Regions from separate parts of the Sus scrofa genome. Here regions 2 and 3 are each linked to region 1. Evidence: chromatin contacts called from public Hi-C and promoter capture Hi-C data. All regions are on one chromosome and are shown on one strand. Each heading gives the region's core, a stretch centred on a gene start, on an enhancer-like site or on the middle of the called end of the contact. The rest is flanking DNA. Distances are from core to core; before and after follow the strand shown.

Region 1 (4,027 bases), core at 612-3,111:
AGCGGTGAGCCATCTCTAAACCTCCTAGATACAGTTATTTATATACCCACTGAACCCCTTATCCATCAGACTCCGTGATGGTGAAACGCCACAAAACACATTCAGGACACAAACACAAAAACTGAGCCCCAATTTCTGCCGTGGAGAACAACTAATTTCTCTTAAACCACGGGGTGCTAAACTGAAGGTCCGTACAACGTGCTCTGGGAGGACTTCCAATCCAAGAGGCTAAGGTGTGGAACACCTACAACACAACATCTCATTTAAAGCCTGCACAACGTCTGGACTACTATTAATAAAGTCTAGAAGGCTACTCCTTGTAAAGCTGACGAGGAATACTCTCTAAAATGCAAACTAATGTTCCCAAATAATCCCTTAAGACCAGCTCAAGGAACCTTCTGGAGATGAGAATCAGAAATAATCCTTCCACCCTAACACTGCGCGACCCTGACAAGGCAGTGCGATCACCCATGACTCAAGTGTACACACGGGGTTTAAAGGATTTAAGAGTCTTCCAAGAAGTAAGACTGTATTCCTGCCAGAGTTAACAATTTCTGACAACTCAGAATCTCAAAGACAAGATTTTCCTCCCTGAAATCTTAACAATACCCATTTTCCTTACATAATTCCATCTGGAGCTCTGGACCATGCTAGAGTCCTCCCAACTTACTCTGCTCTTTTTCATTCCCAAACGCTGACAATGGCACAATTCAGAACGGGAGGGGAACGGCTCGCACGACCTTTTCCCGTGGTGGGGAGGGAAGGACCAGACAGAAAACTCAGGACCTCATTTTCCTTAAACCCCACTCATCGTACCCCCGGGACACTGGGACCAAATGTTAACGACAAATTCCACAGGCGGTGAGAAAGCAGGGCGAGGAAGGTCACTGCCCTGCTTGGGGCGACGGCGCGAGCAGACCCAGCGCGAGGAGGAGGAGGAGGACTGCAGGCTCCGAGCCCGGCGGCCCGGGTCCCGGCCAGTTCCCGGGGCCACCATCCCACCAAAGCGACGCGGTTCTACTTCCCCACCTGCAGGCGGCTCCGGGTCCTCGCCTGCCGCGGGGCACTCACTTAACCGAAGACGGCTCAGCTCTGGGGCCTGGGACACGGGATCAGCACCCCCTCCCCGGGGGCGGGCGTGAGGGTCGCGGGGACCCCCAGGAGGGGCTCCCGGGCCCACGGAGGCGCCCGGCAAACGGCTCCCGCTATTGTTACCAGGCACGAACGCGGGACGAGGAACCGGGGCGAAAAGGCAGGCAGGCCGCACGAAGTCCAGGCCGAGCCGGCGAGGCGGGGCAGTGGGGAGCGGGCAAACGGGGACCGCGCGGGCCGCGGCCGGCGGGGACAGGGCGCAGCGGGGCGCGGCGGCGCGGGGCCTCGGGGAGGACACCCGGGCCCGCGGCCGCGCCGAGCCCGAGGAGGGCGGAGGTCGCCGCGGCGGAGGCGGCGGCGGCGGCCCGCGCCCGAGGCGGGGCCCCGAAGCGCGAAGGCCGGACCCGGCCCGCGGGCCGCGGGCCGCGAGGGGCGCGGGGCCCCGCGAAGCGCGCAGGGAGCGCCCCGGGGACGCGCAGGAGGCCGCGGCCCAGCCCCGGCCCGGCTCATTCAAGCCGCCTTCCCCTTCCCCCTCACCCCATGCGGTCCTGGCTCGCAGCCGCCGCGGCTCCCCGGCCCCCCTCCACCCGGCTCTCCGCGCGGCACGCCCAGCCCCGGGGCCGCCGGAGCGCCGAGATGCGAGGGAGAGCGGGGCCCCTTACCTGAGCTCCCCCGGGTTGAACCGCTCACCGTCCCCCCCGTCCCCGCCACGCTCCGCCATTACAGAGGGCCGCGTTCACCCACCCGCCGCCTCAGCGTCTCCTATTGGCCTGACGGATCGTCAATCCCGCGTGAGGGAGGCGGAGAGAGCAGAGATCTGTGAAATGATTGGTCAAACTTCCCATCCATCCTCGCGCTAAGGGTGGTATCTGCCTTATGATTGGTGAAAGGGCCCGCCGACTTTGAAAGCGGTATGGAGACAGCCAGTTGATTGGTCGCTCGAAGGCCTTACGGGAAACGAGACTTTAGCAACGAGGAACCGCCGGCGCCCTCTCGCGGTAAGCAAAACTAGGTCCTCCCACCCACTGCTCAGCCTGCGGTGGCCACGTGTCTGCCCGCTTCCTGGAAAGCCAATTGTGGAGCCATGTTGGCCTCAAACCGGCAGTACTGGCTCAGGCCGAGACGATTTCCACCCCGTGAGCCAATGAGAAATCGACCTGGATCACCCGTAAACCAATCACAGAGTTGCTGTGGAATTGAGCCCTTCCCAGCTTTTCAGAATCAGGAGTCTTAAGGCGCCACCAGATTATATCTGTTATTAAATAATGCTTTCGTCGTATACAGCAGAAATTGGCACAACATCGTAAGTCAACTATACTTAAAAAGAGAATACCTCTTAGGTTGTTTTAAATAATTAGTTGCTATAAGTTGCTGTATTAAGTTGGAGGAAGAAAACTTCTTGGCAATTTACAGTTTAAAACATCTGTCCTTCAATTTCGAAACACATTTGTCCGAAATTAGCATATCCTAATACCCAGAAGGAATTCTGAATTTTTTTTTAATTAAAAAAAAAAAAAAAAACTTTAGGTACTGGGGGAGTTCCTACTGTGGCACAATGGGATCAGTGCTATGGTGGGAGTGCTGGGACACAGGGTCCATCAGCCCAGTGGGTTAAGGATCCAGCCATGCTGCAGCTGCCACTTCAGCAGTGATTGCAGCTCGGATATAATCCCTGGCCCAGAACTCCATATGCAGCAGGGAGGCCCAAAAAAAAGGAAAAAAAAAAAAGACTTTAGGTACTGGGGTTTCAAAGGCACAATGAAGAGGAACTCTGCCGTTACGGCGCTCAAAACAATAAACTAATAAAATATTAAACTAATGTATTACTCAGACCTAACCATTCATACCAAGCACTGTTCTAATTACTACCCACGTATTGTCTGTTTTAGGACTCATAAAAAGGCCTCCTAATAGGAGGGTACTATGAATAGCCAGTTTGTAGATGAGACTGAGGCCAGAGAAGTTAAAGAACTTGTTCAAATTACACAGCTAATAACTGACACAGCCTACCCTTAAACCCAAGACCGTTCGGCAGAGAAGCCCCGTTACTAAACACCATGATCCAAGAAAGTTGAAAACATCATTGCAGAAGTTCCAGGGGTGCGGAACTCAGTGGGTTAAGGATCTGGTGCTGTCCTTGCAGTGGCTCAGGTCGCTGCTGTGGCACAGGTTTGATCCCTGGCCTGGGAACTTCCACATTCCAATTTTTTGGGTGCTGCCAAAAAAAATTTTTTTATTTTAAAAAAAGAAAACATACATGTACACAAAAACTTGTACACAAATATTCATAGCAGTATTATTCATAATAGCCAAAATGTCCAAACAGCTGATGAATTGATTTAAAAATATGGTGTCATCTATACAAAGGAATATTATTCAGCCATAAAAAAGGAATTTAAGTACTGACATATGCTACAATAGGATGAACCTTGAGTACATTATTCTAGGTGAAAGAAGCCAAATATCAAAGGCTAAATATTATATGAGTCCATTGAATGAAATGTCCAGAATAGGCAAATCCATAGAGACAGAAAGTACATTTCCAGGAGGCAGGGACTGCTAATGGATATAGGATTTCTTTTTGGATGGCGCAAATGTTCTGAAATTAAATAGTAGTGATGATTGCACAATTTGGTGAATATACTAAAACCTACTGAATTATACACTTTAAAGGGTGAGTTTTATTATGTGTGAATTACAGAATATGCTATACTGAATTCAGTTAGGTATGATAAAATGTGATAAGGGTCAAACAGTTCTAATCATGCTCATCTATAGCAAGAAACTATGGTTAAAATTTCACTTAATATGTGACATTTGAACAAATTGAAGTATGAATGAGAGTGGATGCGTAGATCCCTTTTTAAACATCAGCATGCATCTCCAAGTCCCAGCAAATTATTCCAAAAATAACACTGGTATACACAGCTCAAGA
Region 2 (4,027 bases), core at 962-3,461, 2.1 Mb after region 1:
CTCTAGAGGACACTCCTTGGTTTTTTGGTTTGTAGCTGTGTCCTTTTGCCAGCTTTCTTGTTCCTTTGTTTGGTGCATTGGAGGGGAGTGTGTTTCCTTTCAGTTGTTTATTTTTACTTGTTTGTTTCATTTTGGGGAGGTGTGTGTGTTGAGAGAAAAGTTTTTATCAGTGACATTTTATTAGCCCTTTGGAAACTGATCCCAGAGCAATGGCCAGACTTCTTTTATGAAGACCATGGGATTTTGGTCCCAGCATGTAATGTAGGAGACTCATGATATAAATTTTAGTACTGTAAACCCTGGACTCACTTCTGATCATTGGTTAACACCAGGGCACTTGGCCTTAGGGCAGTCAGGATTCTCTCACTTTAAGAAAGCGATGCAACTTTCTTAAAAGTTAACAATCTAATCGTTTCACTCACTAGTTCATAACCTTCAGTGGTTTCCCTTTTTACAGCCAACACGGCAATTCCATGAGACACTCTATTCCCCAACCCTTGTCTGTAGCACTTGCCTACGCAGCTCGGCTCACTTGCTGCTCTAATCACCCTGTCTTCATTTAAACCAGTGATTTCCAAAATCTAATGTTGCCTGAGACATTTTTAGTTGTCACAAGGGTTGCGGGGGGAGGGGTTGCTGCTGATATCTAGGAGGTAGAGTTCAGAAATGCTGCTAAACGTCCTACAGTGCAGACAAAAAAAAAAAAAAAAAAAAAAAAAGAAAAGAAAAAAAATCATTTGGACCAAAATGTTAATAGTGCAGCGATGGAGAAACTGATTTATACCCTTCCTGCACCCTGTTTTCCCTAACCCCAGCCCTTGCACAGCGGCTCTCCCTGCCTGGAATATTTACACTTTTCTCTCTCCCGACTCTCCTTTCCTTTTCCTGTTGCGTTCTTTTCTAAGTCCTATTCACCCTTTTGATCATCACCTCTTCAGAGTGGCTTTCAAGATTCGTAGTCCCAGTTGAATACTACACCTTCCAAAGAATTACGGGGCGCTTAATATTAGTAACGATTTTATATGTATTTACACGTTTTATGAGCAATAGCAACTAGCTTGTATTCATCTTAATATTCCCTGAAGCTAGCATAGTTAGCACAGAGTTGATATTCAACGTCGCATTCAGTGTTATGAAATGAACATTTAACAGCCTCACCTATAAAAGGAGAGTAGCAGAGTAACCATTTCGTTAGTTTGTAATAAATAATACATAGACTCTAGCACGGTGCTTGAAAAGCAGTGAGTCCAGAGAGACCAGGGATCTGCAGCCGCGGTGCACAAGAGAAAGGCTCCGCTCCTTCCGCTGCAGCACCTACGCGCCTTCCCCCAGGAGCTCCGACTACAGAGCAAGGCTCCCTCCCAAGTGGCAACTAGCAACCGCGGCGCCTGCGCCTTTCTACCTTCGCCGCCGACCCAGCGGCCGGAAGTGTTCGCTCCTCTCATTGGCCCACCGCACTGCGCACGCTCCATATCGCGCCCTCGTACCCCCTCCCCCAACACGCTCTCGGTACTCCAGCCCCGGCCCCAAATCTGCCACCACGCCTGCGCGAGCGGGCGTGCCCCGGAAGCAGTTCTTTGGCCTCCTGACACGTAGCAACGGGGCCGGTACCGGGTCCTGAGCCGAGTTTGGGGGCTGCTGGGGGCTGCGGGAGCCACCGCCGCCGCCGCCGCGTTAGGTGAGTGTCCGGTTCCGTGGCGCAGTGTTCGGCTTCTCCCCGCACCGGGGCAGCGCGGCTTATGGCCGCCTCTCGGCGCCGCGCCCGGGTCCTTTCGCCCAGCCCCTCGCCCCTTCTCCGGCTGTGCGGAGACGCGGCCGCTGCCGCTCCGGCGCCGTCTTCCAGCAGCTTGCGTTTCCCCGGCAGGCCCAGCCGTATTTTGCAAGGAGGCAGTCGTGTTGTCGGCTGTAAAGCCCTGTCCCAATGTGAGGAATCAGTCCTCTTTGTCACTGGTGGTATTTTAGGCCCCACGGAGCCACTCCTCCTCCCACGTCCCGGCCCCAGCCCCTGCTCCAAGGCGTACCAGCTCCTTGAAATGAGGTGTCTTCCCGGCCTTGACCTAGAGACCCGACCCACCCTCCCAGTGTTGCTCCCTGGACTTCTAGAACGAGTATTTGCTGCCTTGGGAGGATATTTGCTTAAGTGTCAGGACCGAATTTAGGAGGGCCTTGCACATACACAGTCTTCGCTGTTTCTTTTCTATTGCAGAGCATCTGCCATGTCAGGCTTTGAAAACCTAAACACGGATTTCTACCAGACGAGTTACAGCATCGATGACCAGTCACAGCAAACCTATGACTATGGAGGAAGTGGAGGACCCTATAGCAAGTAACTTTTCAACTTTGCCATTTATTTAGTCACGGTTGTAGTGAGACCGTGTACCCCAGGTGTTTAATTCTGCTAAGACTGAATGTGTGAACATGTTCTTTATCAGGATCGTGACTTCTCATACTCTTCCTGCCTCTGGAGAGATCGGTGACTCTCGTTCGGTTTGGAAGGGGTTGCTCTATTTTAGTTTGGTATCTTCTGCCAAGTTTTCAGGTGTGACACGAATGGAAAAGTGGATTGTTGAAGAACCTTTTCCTAGTGACAGTATTTGTGTATCATTTAAGATAGGGATAGGAGCTTTAAGAACTTGGAAGATAGGCTGTTTAATCCACTGACCTAGGTAAAAATGAAACCCTTTGATGACCTGTTTAGCGGTTAAATCAGTCCAGCTTTCAGTCTTGATATATCAAGTGTTAGTGAAAGCGCTCGGTGACACTGCTGAAGGGTCTAAGTTCCCTACTGTGAATCATCAGGTGGTTTTCATGTAGCAGAATTGATAATCAGTTTTATTACTCTTCATCCCAAGACTTGATGGTCAGTACACACAAGTTGCCAGTTGTAGGTAGAAGAGGGAGACTCAAAACCTTTCAACCCTAAACTGTTGAAAACAAAACATAAAAACAAAACCTGATTTTTTTCTAGTCCCTGGTGTTTGTGGCAAAAAACAAAACCCCCCCCCCCAAACCTGAAGGCTTTCTATCAGTCTCCTCTAGGACATCATATTCTTACTTTCTTAGGACCTTAATCTTTTCAGCCCCCCCAATCCAGTGAAGGAGTTTCGTACAAGGGGTGACTTAAGATTTTGTACAACTCCCTCGAGACTCTTATGAGAACTGCCAGCCTATTTCTGAGAGATCCTTGCATACAGGCACCCACACTAATGTGCGTATAATGTCTGTACAGTTCATGTGTATCTCTGTGTTTCTGTGAACCTGAATTAAAACTCTCATGAAGACGCCCAGGATGAGGGCAAGGGACAGGTGTGTGTCCAGTCTGAGGCAAGCATTAGTACCAGAATGTGTTTGCATTAAAACATCTGAATGAAGGTGCCCAAGAATTTTAAAAAGCAAAAATCAAATTCAGCCCAGTGGTGTGACTTGTTTTGTACAGGCTGTACTTGCTACAACTTCTAGACCCCTGGAATCTTCTGAATTCCATGTATTCTAAAGCTTTTCTACCCCTAAAGCGTAGCCCCTTGAAGAGTGGGAGTGAGCATGTGAAAAACACTATCTGTGAATCACTTCTTTTCTTTCTGTTAAAGTCTCAATTATATGCCATTGAAGATTTACCTTTTTGTCAGTTAATTGGACAGAATTAGAAAAATCATGTTGCGAAACTTCCATTCATTTATCTAAATACGTATTTTTTGTGATCTTGAGAGTGCAGATAACTCTAAGACTGGCCAGAGTGCTGTAACAGGGCTTTGGGAAAGTTGCCTCTGTGTGTAGGCCTGTTTTTAACCAAATGACACTGATGTTTGGACTCAGCAGAACAGTTCTAGTTCGATTGCAGCATCCCAGGTTTATCCGTCTTTGCCTTTCCTCCCCATGTTTCTTTCTTTTTGTCTGTGTTTGCATCTCTTAAAGGTGTGAGTTATTTTTTCATCCCTCTTAGCATCATTGCACTTCAGTTTTCCACAGAGCGGTTGTTTGCATATTCTTTTTTTTGTTGTTTGCATATTCTGTTGCCAGCTATTCTCAC
Region 3 (4,027 bases), core at 466-2,965, 2.1 Mb after region 1:
AAAAAAAAAAAAATCCAACCTTTGGAAAGAATCCTTAAAACAGAAGAGAGTTGCAAGAGGTACTGGGACTTAGAAGCTTTGCAGAAAGCCCAGAAGCAGAAAGAAAGACAGATGTGCCCTGCTGGGGTGCCAGGTAGTCACCCACCTGCCGGCAAGGGCAAGCGGACTCCCATGTTCCCAGCCAGGTGGGAGCCGGCAGCCGCCGCTGCGCAGAGATGCGGTCGGGGGCTCGGGCTCCGGCTTCTCGGCGGCGGCGGCGGCTCTGGGTGGTTCCACAGTTCCCAGTGCAGTTAGGATGCTGTTGTTTCAGCAGTGCAGGCAAGAAACCATCCAGGGAAATGACTATTACATCATCTTAAAGGAATATGGCTTGGAGGAAGCGGAGGCAGCTCCGAGTCACGTCCTCCCCGGTGACAGGTCGCCAGGACTGCACGGGAACGCCGCGCTCTGGCCGTGGGCACGCGACTCCCGGGGCGCGCTGGGGCTTGGGGCGGGGACCAGCGCTGCCTAGCCACTTCCCTCCCGTCCTGCCCGCGAGTCTGGAGTTTCCTTTGCTTTGCCCTTTTTCCTGTCTTTAGACCTCCACCGCCCCCCCAGCCGCCGGAAACAACCCCTTCACCCAGTGGTGAGATAAACACAGCGATTTTTCATTAACAAAAAACCCCCAACAAGCCCTTTGCGCACGTGCACTGAATTTCTGCCGAAGGGCAAATTTCCCCCTCTAAAGCTTGTTTAAGAAAACAAACAAACAACAGCAACAAAACACCCAGTGACCCCGATGTTCAACCTACAGAAGGGCTTTTTTTTTTTTCTCCAATCAGAGAGGATCAAACCATATTCTCTCAGTTGCGCTCTCTTGTCTTTTCCTTCTCCATCCCTCCGCCACCCCTACCCCAGCAAATAAATAAGCATTTAGTAAATGAATATATACATCCATGCACACATGCAATCTCTGGAATTAATGGTGCTCTTTCAAAAGAATACACGAAGCGCTGGTACCTTCAGAAAACTCAGAGTTCCTGTCAGTAAGGCGTTATCTTCGCTTCCATGTAAGAAATTGTTACCTGCAACCTTTTCCTGGGGTTGTTTCCTTACTGAGCATCTCTCTGGATGTGGCCGGCCCCCTCCCATTTCATCCCAAGAGGACTCTGGTGGAAGACACGCCTGCTAAGAGACATTTTACTCCTGTCCCAGAGGGTTCCCTTAAGTGCATCATTAGACTTTCAGAAAGGCATTTCCAGGGCAACCTAATCCACTAACAAAGTGCTTCCAGTTGATCCTGCCAGTCAATAATGGCCCAGCCAACAGCTTACAGTAAGTCAGCCATTTCCCCTTTAAAACACCAATGTCTTAGGACTCACATTCCTAATGAGAATATAGTACTTTGTCGATGAATAATATATGTAAGGCACACTCCATTCCAAACAACTGCTATTAAAAAAACCCCAAAACCAAAAGTGGACAGGAAAGTATGAATTAGATCCATTTTATGGGACACACATGTTTATTGCCAACTCTTGCCCCAAGAATTAGCTTGAACGTAGACTCAGCAGTCATGTAAATTAATTTCTAATTTAACACTCTTTTCTTTCACTAAGTATCAGGTTACTGAACACATTCAGAGTATTAGCTAACACTCTAACACCTAATTATAGTTGACTTTGTTTCTTTAACTAATATATTAACCTGTTCTGGCCTTAATCACTGGGATTTTAACACTGGACCAGTCAAGGAAATGTTTATTATTTGGTGCACTCATATCGCCATCTAGTGTCCCTATGCTATCACTGCAGATGTGTATCTGGCAACCTACTTGAGCCCAAAGTTAGAGTTTTCCTTTATTTTAAAGTTTTTTTTATAGTGATTTGAGTTTTACCTGAAAGGTTCTGTTCATCAAAATTACAAAGTAAACAGTTATTTGCCATCAGATACAGGGTATAAATAAGTTTGAATTTATGCTTATTAAGTACCGAATTTGTTCACAGTTAAAAGCCAATTGTTTAGTATCTAACGGAGTAGGGCAGTATGCCATGACAATGACTTTGGAGATGGGCTATTAAAATATTTGAGGGGCAATTTGGCAGGAAGTAAAGCATGAGAGGAAGAAAAAAAACCATGGTCCTATAAAGCTAAAAGGAACTTGAGAAATGGAATCACCATCTCCTCTTAGAGCTACAGAGGCTGAGTACCAGAGAGGGAAAGCTTTTCCACAGGGCCACACAGCTGTGGAGCATGAGGGTAGGGTTCAGATCATTGCCTATTCAGTACCATCAATGTTTTGTTTTTAACATTATGGATTCTAGAATAAAGATGGAAAGGCGGCAAATAAGGAAACATGTTTATTTCGCATTTCTTTCTTTTTTTTTTTTTGTCTTTATGCCATTTCTTGGGCCGCTCCTGTGGCATATGGAGATTCCCAGGCTAGGGGTCTAATCGGAGCTGTAGCTACTGGCCTACACCACAGCCACAGCAACGTGGGATCCGAGCTGCGTCTGCGACCTACACCACGGCTCACAGCAACGCTGGATCCTTAACCCACTGAGCAAGGCCAGGGATTGAACCTGCAACCGCATGGTTCCTAGTCAGATTCGTCAACCACTGAGGCACGACAGGAACTCCTGTTATGCATTTCAAAAAAAAAACAGCAAGTCATTGAAAAGAATTGTTAGTAATAAGTGAAATTGCAAGGCTAAAATATCCTTACAATTTAAAAGAAGAGTGTTCTAAATTTCAAAAATGAGGAGCTCTGTTCATTGATCTGGGTTTCATAGGTTAGGATATTTTTGAGACCAGTCGTACTTAAGGTTTTGGGGGAAAGGGCTGCTTGGAGAATCTTAGAAAATCTAGGAGATGAATACACAAGCATAAAAGTTTGCGTTCCATGTCCAGGGCAGAACCTCTGAGGAAGAACTGAGGAATGAGAGGAGCCAGGGAGATCACGTGGCCAGGGACTCCCCTTCCCAGCACTCCGCAAATGTTGACTCTTTTTGAAATGAGGTCACACACACACACTCAAAGAGAAACACCCTGAGGAGGACCGAAAAAATATAAAGAAAGCATTCACCAGATGACCTTCACCTTGTGAACTGTGGGTGGGCTACACCTGACATGCACTCTGAATTCCCATTTTTCAATAAACACTGTAAATATCTTAGGCTTTGCACACTTGTATGGCTGTCCAGCGTTTTGTGCTAAAAATGTTAATTTATTATAATAAACTATTCAAACTGGAGCAACTATTTGCTAGCCCTCTTTAGGACTTTTGCATCTACCTGGAGCCTCAAGAAATTGAGAGGGTGTTGATCTCTCACTTTTGAGAGGTCAGGGGTTTCTTTCCTTCAAGATTGGCCTGAAGCTTATTCGTGTTGGAATCTGTAGACTCTAGGCGAACATCCTCTGATCAGCCCCCCTTTGTTGTTCCTTTAGTCTCAGGGATGCAAAGGATTGAGAAGTGAGATTAAACAGATAAGAGGCTTGCAGGAAACAAAGCTGTTTGCCATGTAGAGAGATATAAATAGTGCTGGAGTAAGCGAGTGTGTCTCAGGGCGTCTCAGGGAGGTTGACAGTAAGCCTGGCTGTTTGGTGCCTGAACAAGAGGCAAGAAGCCAGGTCTGTCTGGGCTGTAGGTGTCTTCCTGTCCTTCGTGTCAGCAGATAACACCGTGAGGGTTATTCTTCTCTTCTGGCAGCTCTCTGCTGAAGCTTTGTAGGATGCGACGCTCAGCCGAGGGCTGAACACACAGCAATGGGTTTCCCTCTAGGGAAGAGCAAGGAAGAATGTTCCACTCTGCGCTTGTAATAGTCAAGCCTAGAGCACATCGAGACACACCATGGATAAACTGTGGGATTGATAAAGTGTGTCTCAGCTTCTGTTTCCTGTTCCCACTTCCACACATCCCCGTACCTATGAATGTTGAAGACTACATCCTCGAAAGGACAGTTTTAATTTGGGAATAATGTGATCATCTCCCACACCCACACCCCTAACACATCCTTGAGCTTCCACTCAAGCAGAGGTAGCTTTTATG

The links. Promoter capture Hi-C pulls out the DNA fragments that hold promoters and counts their contacts. A called contact is a pair of places that touch in the nucleus more often than the background predicts.
Region 2: a Hi-C map of liver shows a contact between it and region 1, with 5 times the contacts expected there. The contact joins the promoter of LOC110259671 here to the promoter of TCERG1 in region 1. A contact is called at or near these places in 1 of 5 promoter capture datasets (liver) and 1 of 47 Hi-C or Micro-C datasets (liver).
Region 3: a contact with region 1 is called in a promoter capture Hi-C map of liver, with 8 times the contacts expected there. The contact joins the promoter of KCTD16 here to the promoter of TCERG1 in region 1. A contact is called at or near these places in 1 of 5 promoter capture datasets (liver) and 5 of 47 Hi-C or Micro-C datasets (embryonic fibroblasts, mesenteric adipose tissue, omental adipose tissue and 2 more).

What each region holds. Positions count from the first base shown.
Region 1 is chr2:147,787,059-147,791,085 of Sscrofa11.1, reverse strand. TCERG1 (transcription elongation regulator 1) reads right to left here and starts at 1,861. Exons shown (of 23, transcript XM_003354339.5): 1 at 1,755-1,861. The coding sequence starts at 1,813.
Region 2 is chr2:145,666,121-145,670,147 of Sscrofa11.1, reverse strand. LOC110259671 reads right to left here and starts at 2,211. Exons shown (of 3, transcript XM_021085167.1): 1 at 2,173-2,211; 2 at 1,159-1,913. The coding sequence starts at 2,211. YIPF5 (Yip1 domain family member 5) reads left to right here and starts at 2,217. Exons shown (of 5, transcript NM_001077225.1): 1 at 2,217-2,326. The coding sequence starts at 2,217.
Region 3 is chr2:145,702,390-145,706,416 of Sscrofa11.1, reverse strand. It overlaps KCTD16 (BTB/POZ domain-containing protein KCTD16), which reads right to left and starts at 1,715. Exons shown (of 4, transcript XM_021084953.1): 1 at 1,000-1,715.